Linked DNA regions of Mus musculus: all the other regions are linked to region 5. A link is a contact called in public Hi-C, HiChIP or PLAC-seq and promoter capture Hi-C data. All regions are on one chromosome and are shown on one strand. Each heading gives the region's core, a stretch centred on a gene start, on an enhancer-like site or on the middle of the called end of the contact. The rest is flanking DNA. Distances are from core to core; before and after follow the strand shown. Region 1 holds the start of Ltc4s (leukotriene C4 synthase). Region 2 holds the start of Tbc1d9b (TBC1 domain family, member 9B). Region 3 holds the start of Maml1 (mastermind like transcriptional coactivator 1). Region 4 has its middle 6.2 kb from the start of Hnrnph1. Region 5 holds the start of Hnrnpab (heterogeneous nuclear ribonucleoprotein A/B). Region 6 holds the start of Cnot6 (CCR4-NOT transcription complex, subunit 6). Region 7 holds the start of Sqstm1 (sequestosome 1).

The links. Promoter capture Hi-C pulls out the DNA fragments that hold promoters and counts their contacts. Hi-C and Micro-C count contacts between places; a contact is called where the count stands out from the background. HiChIP or PLAC-seq counts read pairs in DNA pulled down with a chosen protein or histone mark.
Region 1: a contact with region 5 is called in a promoter capture Hi-C map of liver, with 5 times the contacts expected there. The contact joins the promoter of Ltc4s here to the promoter of Hnrnpab in region 5. A contact is called at or near these places in 4 of 39 promoter capture datasets (the 3T3-L1 cell line, hippocampal neurons, liver and 1 more), 3 of 115 datasets of contacts at active chromatin or transcription factors (astrocytes, large pre-B cells and pancreatic cancer cells) and 1 of 9 other capture datasets (macrophages).
Region 2: a contact with region 5 is called in a promoter capture Hi-C map of hippocampal neurons, with 4 times the contacts expected there. The contact joins the promoter of Tbc1d9b here to the promoter of Hnrnpab in region 5. A contact is called at or near these places in 2 of 39 promoter capture datasets (hippocampal neurons and liver) and 2 of 115 datasets of contacts at active chromatin or transcription factors (large pre-B cells and pancreatic cancer cells).
Region 3: a promoter capture Hi-C map of liver shows a contact between it and region 5, with 5 times the contacts expected there. The contact joins the promoter of Maml1 here to the promoter of Hnrnpab in region 5. A contact is called at or near these places in 8 of 39 promoter capture datasets (the 3T3-L1 cell line, the C10 cell line, cranial neural crest and 4 more), 2 of 484 Hi-C or Micro-C datasets (embryonic stem cells and muscle stem cells), 7 of 115 datasets of contacts at active chromatin or transcription factors (embryonic forebrain, embryonic stem cells, forebrain and 4 more) and 1 of 9 other capture datasets (macrophages).
Region 4: a promoter capture Hi-C map of liver shows a contact between it and region 5, with 6 times the contacts expected there. The contact joins the enhancer-like site here to the promoter of Hnrnpab in region 5. A contact is called at or near these places in 10 of 39 promoter capture datasets (3T3-L1-derived adipocytes, the C10 cell line, cranial neural crest and 4 more), 7 of 115 datasets of contacts at active chromatin or transcription factors (the 230-238 cell line, cardiomyocytes, embryonic forebrain and 4 more) and 2 of 9 other capture datasets (adipose tissue and macrophages).
Region 6: a contact with region 5 is called in a FOXA1 HiChIP or PLAC-seq map of pancreatic cancer cells. The contact joins the promoter of Cnot6 here to the promoter of Hnrnpab in region 5. A contact is called at or near these places in 2 of 39 promoter capture datasets (liver and pre-B cells) and 1 of 115 datasets of contacts at active chromatin or transcription factors (pancreatic cancer cells).
Region 7: a contact with region 5 is called in a Hi-C map of B cells, with 6 read pairs. The contact joins the promoter of Sqstm1 here to the promoter of Hnrnpab in region 5. A contact is called at or near these places in 4 of 39 promoter capture datasets (cranial neural crest, embryonic stem cells, hippocampal neurons and 1 more), 1 of 484 Hi-C or Micro-C datasets (B cells), 3 of 115 datasets of contacts at active chromatin or transcription factors (extraembryonic endoderm stem cells, large pre-B cells and stem cell-derived neural progenitor cells) and 3 of 9 other capture datasets (adipose tissue, liver and macrophages).

Annotation. Positions count from the first base shown.
Region 1 is chr11:50,237,188-50,239,940 of GRCm38.p6, forward strand. It overlaps Ltc4s (leukotriene C4 synthase), which reads right to left and starts at 1,345. Exons shown (of 5, transcript NM_008521.2): 1 at 1,191-1,345; 2 at 154-253; 3 at 7-77. The coding sequence starts at 1,248.
Region 2 is chr11:50,129,925-50,132,624 of GRCm38.p6, forward strand. It overlaps Tbc1d9b (TBC1 domain family, member 9B), which reads left to right and starts at 1,436. Exons shown (of 22, transcript NM_001290760.1): 1 at 1,436-1,632. The coding sequence starts at 1,515.
Region 3 is chr11:50,290,974-50,293,673 of GRCm38.p6, forward strand. It overlaps Maml1 (mastermind like transcriptional coactivator 1), which reads right to left and starts at 1,363. Exons shown (of 5, transcript NM_175334.3): 1 at 753-1,363. The coding sequence starts at 1,088.
Region 4 is chr11:50,370,131-50,372,844 of GRCm38.p6, forward strand. No RefSeq gene overlaps it. Among named protein-coding and RNA genes, the nearest start is that of Hnrnph1, 6.2 kb to the right of the region's middle. Within about 2 kb of position 1,406, at least 159 of the 459 cell types and tissues checked have an H3K27ac peak or open chromatin away from gene starts, as enhancers often do. A contact at or near this core is called in adipose tissue, embryonic forebrain, forebrain and 2 more, where this site is marked.
Region 5 is chr11:51,605,436-51,608,135 of GRCm38.p6, forward strand. It overlaps Hnrnpab (heterogeneous nuclear ribonucleoprotein A/B), which reads right to left and starts at 1,446. Exons shown (of 8, transcript NM_001048061.1): 1 at 1,232-1,446; 2 at 905-1,151; 3 at 26-194. The coding sequence starts at 1,128.
Region 6 is chr11:49,711,183-49,714,055 of GRCm38.p6, forward strand. It overlaps Cnot6 (CCR4-NOT transcription complex, subunit 6), which reads right to left and starts at 1,540. Exons shown (of 12, transcript NM_212484.2): 1 at 1,172-1,540. It overlaps Gm36411 (a long non-coding RNA gene), which reads left to right and starts at 2,290. Exons shown (of 4, transcript XR_879826.3): 1 at 2,290-2,873.
Region 7 is chr11:50,209,461-50,212,160 of GRCm38.p6, forward strand. It overlaps Sqstm1 (sequestosome 1), which reads right to left and starts at 1,360. Exons shown (of 8, transcript NM_011018.3): 1 at 1,093-1,360. The coding sequence starts at 1,297.

The sequences.
Region 1 (2,753 bases), core at 95-2,594, 1.4 Mb before region 5:
CCGCACCTTCGTGGAAGAAGATGCCGGCGACCCAGAGTGTGGCGAGGAACAGCGGAAAGTACTCGCTGCAGTTTACCCTGCGAGGGGTAGGCTGGGTGAGCGCGTGGTTCACCTTGGCTGACACCCGAACCCGCCCGGACCCGCCGCGCTCACTGGGCTCGGAAGACGCGCTCGAACTCGGGAGGGCCAGAGGTGAGCGGCGGCGACACGTGGAAAGCCCTTCGTGCAGAGATCACCTGTAGGGAGAAGTAGGCTGCGGCCGTGGGGGTGTGGGAGTCAGGTGTGGTGCTCCGCAGATCTGGAGCGGGATCCGTCCCTTAGTTCCCCTCTCCTTGCCTCTCACTGAGCGACTCTCTTCTAATGCCCTTCTCCCACCTGCCCCATCAGTGGTGTTCAATGGAGAGGCCCTGTAGGCCTGAGGGTTGATTGACTAGGGTGATGCGCGGCTGAAACACCTGCCGGTGGGAGGAACCTTAGAAGACTTTACTCCTGAACGATTTGACTTGCAAAGCACAGGCAAATGCCTACCTCCCGTTCTGCAGGTCTGGACCCCCTGCGTAGGCAATGGACCAGGGCAAAATTGGCTGTATTCTTTAAGGAACAAGGAAGCACACGTTCTGTGGCTAAGGGACCCTGGTTTCCCCTCTACAGAATCAGCCAGAAGGGACTCTGCCACAAGCCAGAGTCAGTCTAGCTTGGGTCTCAGTACCACCACACAATAGCATAAATTCTTGTCTCAGTTTCTGTTTAGACATCATGGACCCAGCCTTAAATCTGGCAGATACTGTGCTCCAGATGCGTGGAGTTGGGACTCTCCCAACCTAAGCCCATAGCTATTCCACTAGTCACTGTATTGCACTCCCAAACAGATACCAGCTCCCACCACAAGGCAGGCACCTCAAGTGGCCCCTCAGCAGGGTGGCCATCCTTCACCTGGTCCTCCCCTGTAGACACTCCTTAGAGAGTGTCTATACCTGCTCCAGGGAAGTGGGGACTTCTCAGCTGGAACTTTGGCCCTCCAACAGTTCTTGAATTGCTTGGACCTTGGTACCAGGAGGCTAGCCTAGAAGCCTCCTGTCCTTCTCCTGAGCCTGGGCCTGCCAGCACCCCAATTCCCTACCCCAGGAGCCTGAAGAGAGCAGACTACAGGATGTAAGATCCACCCACCTCCCAGACAGGAGCCAGCCCACCTTGCAACAGAACTCCCACGAGGGTGACGGTAGCCAGAAGAGCCACTTCGTCCTTCATGTTGCCAGCCACAGGCAGAATTAGCTTTGGTGTTCTTCTTATCGCCCAGTGTGCTACTCAGACGCTGGCCCAGGAGAGGAAGAGCCTCGGCGCTCTCCACCCCTTTGCAGTAGAGGCGGGGAGGGGTGGGGATATGACTGTATCCACAAAGGCAGGGAGCCTGGCCAGGCTGGGAAGGTAGAAACCAGTGCTGTGGACAGCTTGACCACTTCCTTCCAGTTGTTCCTGGCCTTTCCGTGCTTAGTCCTGTGGTGGCGGAACTCATGCTGCTCACCCAGGCTCCCTCTGACTGCTCACCCATGCCCCCTCTAGCCTTGTGTGTTTCCAGCTACCATATCATCTAGACCCTGCATCCTTGGTAGTTTCCCACTGGCCTTTCAGACTTCCCCTTCATCCAGGGTTTACCCTAGGCTCTGGGCTCCTGGACTCCCACCCCTGACTTCCCCTACCCCAGTGATGACTGGGTCTGTATTCCCATCCAGGGCTACTCTGTAATGTCTAGTGCTGACACACCCTTCCCAACTCCCTATGGCTTCATAATGTCCAGGTGTCCCCAGCCACAATGGACCTACCCATGTTCTTCTTCCTCCTTGGCATCCTGAGGCCCATCCCCCTCAGAGCCCCAAAGGCTCATGAATGATATTTTTTATCCTTGGTTATGGGGAAATACTTGTCTCTAGGCTGGTGTATTTGCCCAGCATCCTACTTGGCTCCAGGCACTGACCCTTCCCTTCCTTAGCCTAGTCCTTTCCACACCAGACAAAGCTGACAACTCCCCACCACTGCCACACTTGTGGTGTAGTCATGTGTGCCGATGTTGACAGAAGAGAGACCCAGTTCTGGAAACTTCCATTAGCAGTCTGGGAAAGGAAGCTTAAGAGTACAGAAGCTGAGAAACTCTTGTTGTCGAGCCCTGGGGGCCACCTTGTGTGGTGTGTGCTCCTGGACTGTTCTTCCTTGTGAAATAGCCACTTCTCTTTTCCGATGAAGCTGGTTTGAGGTAGATTTGGTCAGCAGTGGCAAAATCCAGATCCATCTGGAAGAGTGGACGGAGCCATAGGTGAAGGGCGTGAACCAGCACAGGACAGGAGAGGAGCGTGTACTGGGGAACTAACAGGTCCTAGGCCACACTCCTGTCCCTGCAGCCAGCTTGGCCATATCATGGGTGTCATAAGACAGGGTCACCCTTGGGAGCTTCTGCTTCCCCACAGCCAGCCTCCGTCCTCGTTGCCTGAGGCCTTGGTCCCTGTGGACTCCCCAGAACCCCTTCGGTCTCTTTGTTCATTATTGCCCTCAGAAGATCTGAGGCCTACCTGCTGGGGCTCTGCAGGTTTCTCAAGATCACAGTTGGGTCAACGCTGGTCCTTGCATTACACCAACGTGTAATAGCAGTAGCTGGTGCTCTGAACTCAAGGAATGGTCAGGACACAGGCGTTCCAGGGCAAGATGGGCCTGCACCATGCCAATGCTTGGGTTCCAAACTTCAGGAGGCTGCAGTTGGGGCA
Region 2 (2,700 bases), core at 186-2,685, 1.5 Mb before region 5:
CATCTATCTATCTATCTATCTATCTATCTATCCATCCATCTCTCTCTATCTATCTATCTCTGTCTCTATCTCTGTGTATATGTGTGTGTGCATCCATGAGTGAATGCTATTGCTGTTAATTTCAGCAGCCAGAAGAGAGTATCAGATCCCCTGGAGCTGTAACCCCCCCCCCCCCAATCTCCATCTTTTGCTGAGCCATCCCTCAGTCCACTACTTCTAAATTATTTTTGGTCTAGAACTTGCTAGGTAAACCATGCTGGTCTCAACTTCACAGAGATATACCTGCCTCTGCCTCCCAAGTCCTGGGGTAAAGGTGTCTACCACCATGCCTGGCTTACTTCCGAAATCTTGAGGGTAGACTTCTCCAGAGAGCACAGCAGCATTCGTCTGCGCGTCCAAAGTCCTCATTGAGGACTTACTATCAGGACACATTAATACAATGGGCTGAGAATCCAGTATCTGAGAGATGATGAGTTTAGTTATGTTTCATACATGGATATCATACTCACTCCCTCATGGAGTAAGATGATGGACAGCCAGACTGACTGGTTGCTGTGTACTCTGTCAGGATAACCGGAGTATATTGTACTTCAAAGTTGTAAGGAAAGCCATGTCTTGAAAGCTGAGTCACAAGCCGCGTTTCAGAAGGTTGTGGCTCACTCTGGCTGTCACCCATTACATCTGCTCAAACCTCCCAGAATGAATTTATCTCTCCTTCCTTTTACCCTCCTGCCATGTCCAGGTGACATGGGGACAGCTCATACAGCTGTCTCCCTAGCCTTTACCAAAATAAATATGGTCCGCCCCTTTTGTCCAGGCGGAGTCATTTGCACCTTTGAGTCAGAAACTATCTTGTTCCTAATTGTTTAACCGGGCTCTAGTTCACAGAGCCCGCAGTAGCTAGTTTTGCTTCATGGTTCAGTGGCAGAAGCCCTGGGCTGGGATCTGAAGGTGAATTTGTACTGTCAGAGACTGCCGCCTTCAGGCCAGGAGAGGTAAGAGCAGGGCACTGCGCCCCTAGATCATACTGCTGTACGCTTATGAAAAAAATTAAGTGCTCATCTGTGACCTCAGCCTCAAGGCCACCCCAATCCATCTGTCAGATGGGGTGAGCGCACTTATTTCAAAGGGCACCAGCTGCGCTTCCTGACAACTGGGCTCTTGAGGATCCCAACCTTAGACTTGAGTCAAAATCCCGAGGCTGACCAGGCGCTGCTGTACCCTTCTCCAGACGCTTTTTGCCACATTAACTCGCCTGGGCTGCACAGTAGGCAGAGAGCATGCGATCCCCTCCAAACTGGACAGCGGCAGCAGGGCTGGAGGGGACTGCCAGGCCAGGAGAGGTCGAGGAGGGCGACGCTGTGAGCCAGCGCGGCCGCTAGGGGGAGCCAACCTTCGGGCCGACGTCTCGACCCCGCCCCAGCCTCTCGGCTCCTCTCGGCTCGGCTCGGGCGCGGCGACGGCGGCGCGCGCTTCCGCCTCACGGGCTCTGGCCCGGTGCGAGCGGCCGCGGGATGTGGCTCGGGCCCGAGGAGGTGCTGGTGGCTAACGCGCTATGGGTGACGGAGCGGGCCAACCCCTTCTTCGTGCTGCAGCGGCGCCGAGGCCACGGCAAGGGCGGAGGCCTCACGGGTGAGCGGGGCGCGGGCGGCCGGGCCTGTGCGCACCGGGCCTGGCGGGGCAGCAGGACGCGACCCGCGGGCACGCGCAGCGGCACAGGGGGGTCGGAAGGCGGGTGGGGAGGACGATCCCGGGACAGGCAGCAGGGGAAGGACACCAGTGGCCTCCGCCGGGACGTGTGCACAGTCCTGTAAAGTCACATAGCAACCAGAAGCCAGCAGGGTTCCCCAGCTCGCCCTCTGCCTCAGTTTCTCCAGCTGCCTCTGAGGGACCAAGTGGCATAAGCACACGTTTCCTTTTGCCCTCTTTACTCCTAGTTCACTGAAGAGTTGCCTCTTGGCGAAGACCAAAGATGCCCTGACCTCCCCTTCCTCCGGTCTCTCCTCACTTGATGCCGTCAGAGCTCCCAATTCAAAGCTTGTTTTTGCATATTTATCGGTATATATGAAGTGTCCCTCAGAGCTACCCCGGGTGCCTCTCGGGTATCTGAGCACTACCACTCACACAGAAGCAGCTGGAGTGGGAGCCTCTGACTTTGTGTGACATGTGGCATTGTGGGAATCTATTCAGCAGGACTTGTTGGAAGCCCCGTGTGTCCCAGGGCTTGTCAAGTACTCCAGATCCGGCCCTGCAGCAGACCCCTGTACGTGGACCCTTCTGGGTGCCAGATCTTTCAATATGGAAAGTGAATTTTCTGTGAATGCCCTGGTTTTGCAGGGTGGCAGCTGACAGTCCTGCAGATGCAGTTGGTGGCCTCACCTAGGTGACATCAGCTGCCAGCATCTCATGAGCTACACTTCTTAATGTGGAAGGGACTGTACCTTTTCCAAGAAAACTCAATGTTCCCTTCCACAATCAGGCTCCTTCCCGGAGGGCCAAGAGATGACTGGAGTTGATGCTAGGCCTGGCTCCAGGACCCAATGTTTATTGAGAGTTAGGTAGCAGCCCTCTTGAACAGCCCAGTGATCAACCTTGGAAGCTACCATAAGGCCACTGAGGAACACAGGGCACCGTGGGACAAGTCCCTTTTGTTCTAGCATTCATCTGTGTCCAACCGCCTCCCGCCTCTCAAGGCTGAGC
Region 3 (2,700 bases), core at 113-2,612, 1.3 Mb before region 5:
TATAAATCAGTTTCAGGGAGGCAAAACTTCTAACCAATAAATCTCGGGATTAGCTACTAAAAACCAAAGGGCACAGCTGACCAACAAGTAACGTCATTTCCCCCGTTCAACAACTATTAATATTATCAGAGGTTTTTAACAGGCTTAGTAGGTTAATTTTGGAACTGTCAATAATATAGCAGGAATCAGGCGTTCACAAATTCCAAAGTTCCCTTTTGCGGGGGTTGGGGGAAAACGAATGCCTTTTAAGCAACTCCGTTTACCGAAGCTTCCAAAGACTTTTCAATTTTCCATTCCGAAACCGCGGGATACTGTCAACTGAAGGGAGACTTATTTCCATATTAAAGCCCTAACTAACCTCCACGAAGCAAAGATCCAATCAACATCTGCAGACTAAGCGAGGCCAGGCCTACGGTGCAAGAACGCCCTACATCCTAGGCAACTCCAACGCGGGTCTGCTCCAAGACGAAGTTCTCATCAATTGGAAATTAAGTTTAGGAGAAAAGCCTACCAGCAACTAACCTCCTGCTTTTCCAGCCCCGATTTCACTCAAGTCCTCAAGGGGACGTTTTCCCAAAGTACACCGCAGTGCCACTTCTGGAAGATGACAAGCGCCCTGCCATGTTAGCCACCTCCCAGGACCCAGACTAAGAAATGGGGGCGCTCGGGAAAGTTTCCCCAAGGCCCGATCCGCGCCGGAAGAGGCGTTTTCGGGAGTGAGTATTGCTGTGGCAGGCGCCAGCCTTACTCACCGCGACCGGGCGGCCGTGCTCCGGGCCGTCCGCTGCGTCCAGGCGCGCGGCCGCCGGGGCCGAGGCGGGGGCCGGAGCGGCAACCGGGGCCGTGGCGGCGGCCGGCGGCTGCCGGTGCTTGCCGGCGCGCTTGGCCTTGGCCTGGATGCAGCGCTGGTGCAGGGCAAAGGTGTGCTGGCGCTCGAGCTCCAGGCGCTCGGGAGACACAGCCTCGTAGCGGGCCTCACAGGTGCTGTGGTGGCGCCGGCACAGTTCGATGCGCCGGCGGAGGCGCTCCATGACCGCGCTGTGCCGCGGCAGCGCGAACTCCGCCATGGGGCAGGTGGGTAGCACCATGGGCCGCGGGCGGCACTGGCCGGGCCCGGGCCTCCCGGCGCCGGCTGCCACTTCGGGTTCCTCCGCTTCTGACGGCCCGGATCCGCCTCACGCCCGCGCCATGTCCGGCCGGGCTGTGGAGCGGGCTCGGGCGCGGCGGCGGGTCTTCCTCCGGCCCCGCTCGGCCCGATTCCAGGCCGGGGAACACCGCCCGCCTCAGGCTTCGGCCTGTCCGCTATACCCCTGCCCCATTGTTTTCCGCGCCGCTGCCGCCGCCATCTTAAAATTGTTTTCGGGGCTTTCGGAAGAGGGCGGGGCCTGGGCCGGCGAACTCTGCGTCACTGCTGATGGACCGAAGCTCTAGCCAATCAAAGGAAACCCGCTGCCCGAGGGCGTGGGGGACAAGCACGTCAGGAATTTTCGGGTATTTAAACTGAACACTCTGGCGAGGAGGGAAGCCCGAGGCGGGCTCAGTGCGGGAGAGTGAACTGTGACTGACGGGAACCTATCCAAGAAGAGCCACGTTTTCTGAACACCGCCCCCTGAAAGCAGTCCCTTCCGGGTTCGTGAGGAACGCGGGTTAAGTCTGAGTGAGGTGGAAGCCTTAAGACCCAGATGTCCAAAGCTGTCTATCTTTTTAGTCCACCCACACTATTTCGAGGTCAGCCATTTCCGACCTCATTCTTTACATACAGCCACGTAATTGATCAGAATTGTTTTGAGCTTGAGCGACCTAGTAGAGATAGTTATCACTGACTGGTACTGTGAGCAATAGCTCATTACTTGGAGGGGTGAGGGTGGGAAAGAGCCTCAATACTGGGGACTGGAGTTATTTAGATCTACAGGGGCATACACTTAAAAACCGACTGATATATAAAATTGAGTCACTCAAAATCCAATCCAAAGCACTGGGTTCCAGTGATGCCACTAGCAAGCAAGTGAGCGAAGGTAAAAAGCCAGGAAAGGACCAAAAAATGTTCTGGATGGTTACTGACACCCAAACTGCCATAGGAGATGCTGGGAGGCTTTGCAATAGAAGACCTCACGAGCCACTCAAACATGTCACCCTTTAACCTCTTACTAGAGTTCATTAAAGTTTTATTTTTAAAATCACAAAGAAAAAAAGCTAACAGCCAAGTGTTTTTATACACATGGAGTTAAAATAAGAAAAAGGAATTCTAAGTTTTTGGTGGCGGGAGTGGCAAAGATAAGTGAGCACTGCTTCTTCCCAGTGCCAAGCATTACAATCAGCACTCAAGTGAAACCAGCAGCTTTTGTATGCAGTGATGAAGGACTGAACCCAGGACCTCATGAGTACGCTGCAGCTGTCTTCACATACACACTAGAAGAGGGCATCGGATCCCATTACTGATGATTATGAGCCACCATGTGGTTGCTGGGAATTCAGGACCTCTGGCAGAGCAGTGGGGTACTTAGCTGCTGAGCCAACTCTCCAGCCCACCATTAAACTGTAGTGTCAGGTACCCCAGATTGCCCTCAAATATATTGTCTGAGGCTGGCCTGCCTCTGCTTCTGATCACACCATTACGCCCAGTTAGAAGTGCAAGGTTATCTTCAAAACTCTATAGTGTATGGATTCAGGACGCAACCTAAAACACAAAATATCCTGGGC
Region 4 (2,714 bases), core at 156-2,655, 1.2 Mb before region 5:
TCCAAAAGGTGTCCTCTAGCCTCTGTACATGCACACGTGGACATCATACACACATAGGCACGAGATGCGTGCACAATAATAATTTTTTAAAATAGAAGGGTTTCCCCGGGCATGGTGGCGCACGCCTTTAATCTCAGCACTCAGAAGGCAGAGAGAGGCAGGCAGATTTCTGAGTTCGAGGCCAGCCTGGTCTACAGAGTGAGTTCCAGGACAGCCAGGGCTACACAGAGAAACCCTGTCCCAAAAAAACCAAAAACCAAAAACCAAAAAACCCAAAACAAACAAATAGAATGGTTTCTGGGTAACAAGCCCTTAACCCTAGCTCAGGAGGCAGAGGTAGAAGGATCTCTGTAATTTTCAGGCCAGTCAGAAGAGAAACATGCTGAGACCTAGTCTCAAAAAAACAAAAACAAGAGGGCAGGAGAGATGGCTCCAGGATTCAGAGCACAGAAGGCTCTTCCAGGGGACCCAGGTTCCATTCCTAGCCCCCACAAGGCTGCTCATAACTGTCTGTAGCTCCTAGGGGATCCAATGCCCTCTTCTGGCTTCCGTGGGCACCAGGCACAGATGTAGGCAAAGCACTCATACACATAAATTAAAACGATTGTTTAAAAATACACGAAGGACCCAGCACTCCGGAGGCAGAGGCAGGCGGATTTCTGAATTCGAGGCCAGCCTGGTCTACAAAGTGAGCTCCAGGGCAGCCAGGGCTACACGGAGAAACCCTGTCTCGAAAAATCAACAAAACAAAACAAAACAAAACAAAACAAAACAAAAAACCACGAAGGAAAGGGAAGGGTTAAAAACGGGCCTGGGAATGTCGAGGAGTGTGTTGCCTGGCATTCATGAAGGCCTGGGCTAGTCAGCAGTAGTGGACAAAACTGGCCGGGTGTATGAAACAGGCAGGATCAACTGTGGGGCTCAGGGTCCTCCTCAGCTACCCGGGAGCCATGACGGCCTTGTGTGCCACATGACCCCACAGAACAAACTGCTAAAAATGGCTTTGTGTTATGTATATTTTATCCCTTTTAAAATATTCTTTTAAAGAATATTAGCCCTCAGTACATTTTATACACAGCTTGAGACTTAATTGCAGGGAGTGACCTTGGCTGAGGCGTTAGGAAGCCAGGACCACTTTCCACAAGATTCAAAATCTGTTAGTTGGGCTAGGGGTGCAGCTTAGAGCATCTGCCTAAGCTGGCAAGGCTCTAGAGGGGTGTCATTGCTAATACTCCCCCCACCCCACACACCCCCCAAAAAAAACCAAAACAAAGAAAAACATACAAAAGCCAAATAATTCGAAACAAAGACTTTTTTTTTTTTTCTTTTAAAGGAAGACGCCGAGTGAACTGAAGAGGGCGCAAAACCGCAGACCTTGACGGTAGCGGGCGAGGATCAGGGCCGGAGCTGTGAGATGTCTTCCCACACCGATTCTCATTGACCAGTTTAAAATGGTTGCCAGCCATCGCCTGGCATTGGGAGGGAGAACTATTCCATTTAGACCAAGGGGGTGGCAGGGCGAGCCCCACGGGAACCCACCTTGCTCTCCCGCTGCTCTTCCTAGGTCACGGAAGCTTTGAGAAACTGTCATCTGAGCAGACCCTGCGGGGGAAGGAGGGAGCTTCAAGCCCTGGTGCTGCTGCTCCTTTAATATTTTAGCCTTGCTGGGGATAGAATCCGTGACAAGCTAGGTAAACGCTCTCCCACTGAACTGAACCCTCGGTTCCCTTTCCACTCAGTGTTCTGATAATCCTTACAACTCTGAATTTTAAAATCCTATAATCCATCCATCCATCCATCCATCCATCCAATTTTTTTTTTTTTTTAATTATTTTCAGTGCACTGGTGTTTGCCTGTATGTAGGCAGGTCTATTGAGTCCCCTGGAGCTGGAGTTGACAATTGTGAGCTGCCATGTGGGTGCTGGGAATTAAAGCCAGATCCTCTGGGCAGTGCCCTTCATCTCTAAGTCATTTCTCTAGCCCCCAATTTTTTTTGTTTGTTTGTTTTTGAGACAGAGTCTCTCCATGTCCCCATGAAACTACAGAACTCCCTCTTAGGATCAGGCTGGTCTCAAACTTGTGGTCCTCCTGCCTCTGCCTCCAGAGTGCTACTAGGACTATTTGCTAAAAATTTAGATCCATAAGTAACTGAGCGTTCAGCATTATGGCAGTTACAAATACTGAGAAGAACAAGAGAAATCCGTTTGTGTCCCCACTATGGAAGGATAGTCTATGAGAACACTTTAGGCTACTTGCTCAGGTATCTGTTTCCATGTATGTGTGCAATTCTGTGTATTTCAGGAACCTGAGTACTACACCCACTTTTCTTCAGGTTTCCGCAATTCCTGCTGCTGAGCCTGAGGGCACACACCTTTAATCCTAGCACTCTAGCTCAAGCAAAGAATTTTTAAAATATATCTTCATGTAATTAATAGCATCAAAATGTACTAAACATACATTCTGAGAACCTTTGGCTTCTCTACTTTCTTTTTTTTTTTCTCCTCAGAGACAGGATTTCTCTGTTGCCCTGACTGTCCTAGAACTCACTTTGTAAACCAGCTGGCCTTGAACTCACAGAAATCCCCCCACCCCCACCCCGTCTTTCAACTGCTGGCATTAAATTCCTGTGTGATCATACCCTGCTTTGAAGCTTTTCATACATTAAAACAAGTTTTAATTATGTGTCTGCCCCTGTGTGTACCCTGGAACCACAG
Region 5 (2,700 bases), core at 196-2,695:
GATTGCTGTCAAATACCCAGCTTACCTTTTCCACACTAGAAGAATCTTTGAAGAGAATAAACCCAAACCCTCTTGATCGTCCAGTGTTGGGATCCATTTTTATTGTACAGTCAACAACCTCTCCAAACTTAGTAAAATAATCCTTTAAGTCTTTTTTGCTGGTATCCCAGCTCAGACCACCAACGAACATTTTTCTGCAAGTGAGAGACAAGACCACAAACCTTAGAAGCTGTAAAAGAATTCTGACACTTTTCCTGGCTGGGGAAGGGCTTATGGAGCCACAGTCCCATGGACCAGTCTGAGATGGTGCCCCCTTTCAAGTTAACCCTTGCGTCGCTCTGCAATCTCGACTCAACTGGAACTCACAGCTGAACGAGACTGTACAGCCACACACGGTACATACGGGACAAGAATGTGACCCATGACCCCTCACGAGTTTAAAATCAGCGTGCCCTGCACTCATGAATCTACTTGAGCTCACGGCCTCCCAAGTACCTGCCCCAAGGAACTCTGGGTTTCCCGGTGCCAAGACCGCCCCAGGGTTCAGGCTGGAACTCCGCCCCTCGACTCGCGGCAGGCTAGGCCCGGCCCGCTGCGCGCCAACTCCGCCTACGCAGCAGAGACGCAGCCCTCGCGGCCCGATTCGCGATCCGCCGCTTTTCCTCTTCCGGGGCCGCCCGCCCCGAGGCCCGAAGTAGCCCAAGCACCGCGCGAGCGGCCCAGATCGGCCTCACAGTCGACCCCGCAAACTCCTGCAAACTCCGAGGCGCGTAACCGCGCCCGGGCCAGGCGGCAAGCGCGCCAGGCAGGCACAGCTCCGCGGGCCGCCCGCCCCTCCCCCCGCCGCGTGGCGCCAACAAAAGACGGCCCCAGAACAAAGGCGGCGGCCCGCGGCCGCACCTACCCCGCGTCCTCCTCGTTCTTGCTGGCGTTGATCTGGTCGCCCTCCGCGCCGTTCTGGTTCCCGCTCGGTGCGGTCGTGGTCCCGCCCCCAGACCCGGCCGAGGCCGCGGGGGCCGCGGCAGCCGCGCTGGGCTCGACCGGGGCCTCGCCTTCGGGGGCGGCCTCGTGTCCGTTCTCGGTGGCGCCCGTCGTCTCCATGGGCTGCTCCTCAGCCGCGTCCGACATGGTCGGCCAGGCCGCAGCGGCTACTGCAACGAGCGGCGACAGCGCGTCAGGCCCCGCGGCGCTCCCCGAGCTCCCGCCCACCGCCCGCGGCCGGGCCGCTCACCTCGCCGCCGATGACGCCGCGAGGCCCTACTCGCCGCAGAAGGCGACGCGCGGGCTTGGCCGCGGTCACGCTCGCACCCCCGAGGGCTCGTCCGCAGCCACTGACTATCGCTCCGCTCGGCCGCCGCCGTACACTGCCGATAAAGAAGACCTTAACTCCGTCCCGCGCGGTGCCACCGCCTGACAATGCCAACTCGTGGAGCTCTTTATAATGCCGAAGCCGGGCACCACCTCGTAACAACGGATACTCTCATTGGGCAAAGCGAACCGCCACTCACCATTGTCCTAGCATCTTATTGGCTGCTTCTGCGCGCGCGCTCTAGATCCGGGCGGGCTTTGTCCTCATTTTAGAACGCGCGCGAGTCGGAGAACTGTCTACGGTTCCGGTCACCGGGCGAGCACGTCCAATGTCCCCAGCTGCCCGGGGTACACGGCAGTCTGTCATCCTATCCCTACATCCTATTCTACACTAGCAACCCCGGCCTCCCAAAAGAGGAGAATGAGCCGGAGGAAGTCCCCTAAATCCAAGGTCGCCCGGAGAAAGGAGCCTAATCTTGGAGTGCTCTAATCTACGGAGTGCTGCGGTCATCGGAGGCCTTCAGCACAGCCTGCTCCTAAACCTCGGCATCCTGAGATGCCAGGGCTCCTGCCCTCTTCAGTGAGCTAGCTGGGGCCATCCATGGAGGCCTGGCGCAGTGAACGTTGGACCGTAGTATTTCCAGTGTCTGCTTGACACCCATAGATACTTAATATCGCATTAGTGTTTAGCTTTGCCTTTAATTTTTATTTCTTTCCTTTGGTTCCGTTTTGTGTTTTTTGAGACCAAGTCTGGTATCCTCCGACTGGCCTTGAACTCTTGACCCTCCATTTTCACCCCCTCAGTGCTGGAATTATGTGCTGCACCACCACTGTGCCTAGCTTAATTTCACTGATTTTTAGATGATCCTAAATGGAAAAATTAAGAGTCTTTTCATGTAGCCCCAGGATATGATTACAGACATGTGTCACCCTGCCTAGTCTGACAACTTGCTTTTGGAAAAATAGCCCTGTTAAATGAGGTTATGGTAAAGAGGGGTAGTTTTCTTTTAAGCATTGACCATAAAACTTTAAAGGCCTGGGTTAGGCCATGATTCCTGTGTATGTGTGCATACGTTTGTGTTGAGTGTAAGTTCTATGCCCTGAGTGTGTAAATCAGACAAGGTATCAATCTTCACTTTCCATTTTGTTCTTTATAATTTTTTTTTCCTTTAAACAAACTAGCTGGCCCACAACTTCATTTTTAGACCTAGGCTGGTCTTGAAGTCACAGAAAACTGCCTGCCTGCCTTCTAAGTGCTGGAATTAAAGGTGTGAGTCATCCAATGGATGGATGGATATAGATAGATAGATAGATAGATAGAGATATATATAGATTTTTTTTTTTGAGACAGGGTTTCTCTGTATAGCCCTGGCTGTCCTGAAACTCACTTTG
Region 6 (2,873 bases), core at 290-2,789, 1.9 Mb before region 5:
AGTCTCTTCATTCTAGGCTTGGTTCCTCAGAGCCAGGTCAGAGAATTTGACTAGACCACTGGCTCCACGTAATTTTAATTCTAAAATGTATTCTTCAAAGCGCCAACTTCAAAAGACTGGCAGCAATTACAAAAAGCAAAATACGCCTTCACAATCTTTTGACCAGCCTACAGAACGGTTGCGGGATGGTGAAAATTTCTAGTGTGGGAAAGACAGTGCTATTACACACCGAATTGTTTTTTCATTTATTCTCCAAAGTTAAAATTCCAAGCAGAGGCAGAGAAGAATTTAGACCTAGTAGTCAATCAGGCAATCTACCTGTAAAACAGGTTTACCTGTACTCAAATTCTAGCAGATTATTTAAACACAGTAACAAGATGGCCTGTGCACAATGTTGTCACTTGCAGAAACAGTTAAAAGTAAAGAATTACAGTTGCTTATGAGCAGTCTCTGAAGACCGTTGTCAGGGTAGAAAGAGTCAAGGCGGGGGGGGGGGGGGGGGGGAAGGGGGGGTCACCAAAGTAAATAACCACTGTCTTTGAAACTAGGTTAAACTAGGGAAATTTTCTTCCAGAAATTAGTACTTGAGTCCTGAGTCCAATAATCTCTTCAGCTGATAATCACTTCTTTGGCCACGTAATCCGCCCCGCCCCTACCAATATCTGCGTTAAACGGACTTTAAAATACTTTAGGAGAAAAAGGGTGAGCATTAAGTCAATCCACGGAGTGCCAAGTTCCACGCCGCACAGTGCACACCCCCCCCCCCCCAGCACAGCCACTTCTCCAAAGTTGCCACCGGTTTGTCCCTAGTCCCGGCACCCCAGCTCCTCTCTTGAGGTGCGTGACCGGCCGGAGGCGGGGGTCCGAGAAGCCAGGGTTCACGCCACCGCCCTCTGTACGCCACCGCACTGCCGTCAATCAACACTCCCACCCCCCACCCCCAACCCAGGCCGAGCCCCGGGACTCCGCGCGGGGGGCGCGGCCAGGGGACCGACGGGATGGCGATCGCTGTGTGTGAAGGAGGGGGACGGACAGACGTCACTCCGAGAACTCCTAAGTTGTGCGCGAGTGCGCGCTCGGGGTCCCCGCCGGGGCGCGACCCCTGGGGGGGGATGGGGGAGCGCAGGCAGCAGAGCCTCGGCGGGACGTCGCTCGGGCCCGTCGCGCTCACCTCTCGAGCTGCGCCGCCTTCCTCCGCCGCTGCCGCCGCCTCCTCCCGATGAGTGCAGCGGGGTCTGCCCTGTGGAACCACCATACCAGTCCCGCCCGCTGCTGCAGCGCCTCCGCCGCCGCTCTTTGTTCCCCCTCCTCGGCCGCCGCTCCTCAGCCGCCCGCCTCGGCCGCCCCGGACCCCACGAGCCGCCGCTACGCTCTGCCGCCCTCTCGGACCCCGGCCTCGCCCTCCTCGCCGCGCCGGCCGCCGCCTTCGCCTCCGCGCCGTCGACGCCGCCGCCACCGACGCCGACGCCTCCTCTTCCGCGCCCCCCTCGTTTTCATTGAAAGCAAACAAGCATCATGGCGGCGGCCGCCGTCCCCCTCCCACCCCAGCCAGCGAACGCCCCGCTCACCGCCGCCTCTCCAACATCCCGGCTTCTCATTGGCTGACGCTGCTGGGCGCGACTATCCCGCGTCGTGCGGGGGTGGACTCTTGGCAGCCCGACGCTTTAGCCCCGTCCGCGTTCCCCCCGGTCTCGGAGCAGTGAGCCGGCCCGGCGCGCTCCTGCCCGCCCTCCCAGCCTCTCTTCCCGCTCTCTCTGCGCCTTTCCTTCTCCGCGCCTTCTGTCTCCTCCTCTCCTAAAGCTGTTTCTCCGCGGTTTAGTTGCTCTTTTTCTTTCTCGTCCACTTTTATCTCCACTTTACCCTTGATTTTTTTTTCCTCCTCTTGATTCATTTTGCTTTTTCCTTGGCCTGTCAATCACTTGGGAGCACAGATTAAATTCTCAGACGTTTAACCCTATCCAGTGTCTTGATCTTCCGAGAAAGAAAACTTACACTCTTCAATAGTCAACTAATTGTTCCTGCCCTAACTATGCAGGAAAAAAATAATTAATAGGCAGGGTTTGTTTGTTTTTTAAATTATGGGGTCCTAATTTAAGTAACGAACTATAGCTGCATTCGAGGGCTAACATAGTCTACTCAGGACATGTGGTTTCAGGTAAACCGGAAAAGGAATGGGCTGATTAATGATACTTACATCAGGAAAAAGTACTTGGCTGGTATTCAGGACACAGGGATTAATCAAGCTCCACCTTGTCGAGTCAGCGTCATGGTGTACGGGCAAGAGTAACGCCCAACAGGCTTCAAATACACTGGCGATATAGACTGACAGGAATTGTGTGAAGGAAAATAGCTACCCCGACCTCCGTGGCAGATCAGCCCAGAACTGAGCGTGAAATGGCTTCCAGGAACTAACAAGAAAAAAAAAAATGCCTCTCAAGGAAGCCCATCTTTCGTTCCAGGATGTGGGACTTGCATGGCTGTTGCCTAAGGCAGAAGAGAACTAGGCGAGCAAAGCAGCGAGGGACAAAAGCCTTTCCAAGAACCAGATGTTCTGTTCAAGGCAGTTTGTGTTTGCCTGGCCCCAGCATTGCCTTGAGATCATCATTGCCTGCTATTTGCCAGGATAGCAGTGTCAGTCTAAGCTTCTAGTGCCATGAGACGCTGGAAAAGTTAAGGCAATGGAGACACCCATCATACACGAGGAAATGACAGGCGCAGACGAGCTACCTGAAGATACTCTTAAGCCCTGACCTACTCAGGCTGTTCAGTGCCTATTTCACACAAAGGGTACAACTAGGCGGAGGGGCCAGGGGTGTAGACATCCTGCTGGCCTGTTCCCTTTCCAGTGCTGTGCCCTGGGAACCTGTGCTCCA
Region 7 (2,700 bases), core at 110-2,609, 1.4 Mb before region 5:
CCCTGTCTTGAAAAAGCAACCAAAAAAAAAAAAAAAAGCCATTTTAATGTGTTCTAATTCCTAATAGTAAAATGAATACTAAAGTAGACCAGCCATTGCCTGGAACTGGAAAGGATACAAGATGACAAACAGGAAAAAAATTATATAATAAAATAATAATTATTACAATAATTGTTATATAATTTTTATGTAATATATAAATAAAATTTATAAAACAATGAAGAGATTCTAAGCCGAATGTGAAAATAGTTATACAACTCATTTTTTTTTTTTAAATGCAAGGAGCTGGGGAGGTAGCTCAGTTGCTCGAGGGCCTAACATGCATGAAGCCCTGGACTGGATGCCTAGCACAAAGATGACTCAGAAGGACAATTTAGAGATACAGGCCATCCCGGCCATATAGTAAGACCTGTCTCTGCTAATACGAAAGAATAATCGTTATACACTTTTACTGGGTGAATTGCACAGGTCCTAGGTTATAACGCAGTTACACTGAAAATTTTCTGTCCAGTAGTCCCTGTGATTCCTGCACTAGAAAATTGAGACAAGAGGATTGGAGTGATTGAGGACGGCCTAAACCACTCGTGAATTCCAGGCCAATCAGGCTACGTGGCTTTATTTCAGAAAAGAGAGAGACTGACCAACCAACCTGGCCTACCCACAGTCCTCCATAGAGATCGCAAAACCATTCCCTCCCACAGGGAGGGTCTTGTCCACTCGTCTCTTGTCAACAACCTCTAGCTCCACCCCATGCAGCCACCAGCCACTCCAACGCAAGAGACTGAGCTAGTTCCGGGGTCCCCTACCTCCCTTCCCACGGGCTGCCCCACCCCGCCCCCGCTGCTTATTTATCCGCGTCACTCCTCTCCACCCCTCCTCCACGTCTGCCTGGTCCCAGGTCTTCCGGGGCTTTAACTGAACCCACCACCGGGCGTTACGGGGAGCAAGCGAACCGCTGGATGTTAGATGTAACCTGAGCGGCCGCCTGACCACCCTGTCCCCGCGGGGAGCCAGAGGACACGCCGCCTCGTCCTCGCCCAGACCTACTACTCCCTGGCGGGGGAGGTTGGCTTCCCCGCCCCAGGCCCTCACCGCGGTAGTGCGCCTGGAAGCCGCCAGGCCTCAGCGTGGGGAACAGCACAGCCACTCGGCTCAGCAGCCTCTCGCAGGGCCCCGGGCCGGCCGCGGCTTGGGCTTCCGCCTCCGGCTCCGGGCTGAAGCAGAAGCTGAAGCGGCGGATCTCGCGGGTCGCCTCCTCCTTGCCCAGAAGATAGGCCTTCACCGTGAACGACGCCATAACCGCGGTCTAGGTACGGACGAAACAGCTGGGCAGCGGCGGCGCCGAGAGCCCAGCTTTTATAGAAAACGGGGGAGCCCCGCCTCGTGGGGGCGGAGCCTCTATGAGCCCCGCCCCTCCCCTAGGCTGGGGCGGCCGCTGGAGCCCCCTTGATGGGACCCTTGAAAGGTACGGGGTCGAGACGACCCCACTGCCTACTCTTTTCTTTCCCACCGAATACATGGGTGACCACAAGAGACCAGCCTCAGCCTCAAGTCGTTGGGAAAAGGACCCGTAAGTATCGAGCCTAGGTACCTCCCAGGCTTGGGCCTGCCTATGACTCAGCAGTGTCGTCCCCAAGCCAGGGGGGATGTACGGCCCAGAAGCTAGGAGGACACAGATGTCTACTGTCAGGTAGCCATTCTTTTAGCCAAACAGGCTGTCTCACAGGATGCTATTCCGACCCTCCTAAACATAGTGTCCCCGGTAGTAGCCCCCACTCCCACCCCCTTCCAGGCATCCACCATGACCAGCCCCTCACTGAATAAAGGAACATCACCCACCATCTTAGGCCTCACCCAATTTAACAAAGATCAGGTTGAGAGGTGTTGGACAAGCACTGGTGACTTCTCACAAACCCACCCTGTAAGAGGGGTAGCCAGGGCTCCAGAGGCAGCAGTAGTCACAACCTGTTCATTGCAACCAGAGATTCCTCACTGCAGCCCAGACACACACACACATACACACACATTCATATTCTCTCTCTCTCTCTCTCTCTCTCTCTCTCTCTCTTTCTCTCTCTCTCTCTCTCGGAAGGTACATGTATCTCAGGCCTTAGTGGCTTCAAAGCACAAAGGGATCAGACCACCTGCCCTCCATCTAGGAACCAAAATACAAGCTATAGCCAGTCCTGTGCCACAGGTTGGTTATTCCAGCTGTTTGAGGTGCTGAGGCAGGAAAAGACCAAGTTCAAGATATTCTGCTTGAGCAACTTGGTGAAACTGTTTCAAAATAGAAAGTGATCCTAGTACTTGGGAGGTCAGAGGTTCCAGAGTTCAAAGCCAGCCTTGGCTGCATGAGGCTTCTAAGAAAGAAAAAAAGTCTGGGTGCTGGGGGGCGGGAATAAAGAATCTGGCTATACAGTTTAGTAAGGATACAGGAGATTTAGCTTAGTAGGGATACAGCTTATAGAGATTTAGCTTAGTAGGGATACAGGTCATGAGGATTTAGCTTAGTAGGGATATACCCGGGAGATATCATTAATGGGAATTTGGTGCATAGGGATATAGCTCAGTGACAGAGCACCTGCCTAGTATGTGTTACATCTTAGGTTCAACCCCCAATACAAACGCCAAAACCAGGAAATGCTGCTTTCTGTGGCCAGAGTGACCTGTTAGCTAGCATGATGACACACATCTGTAACC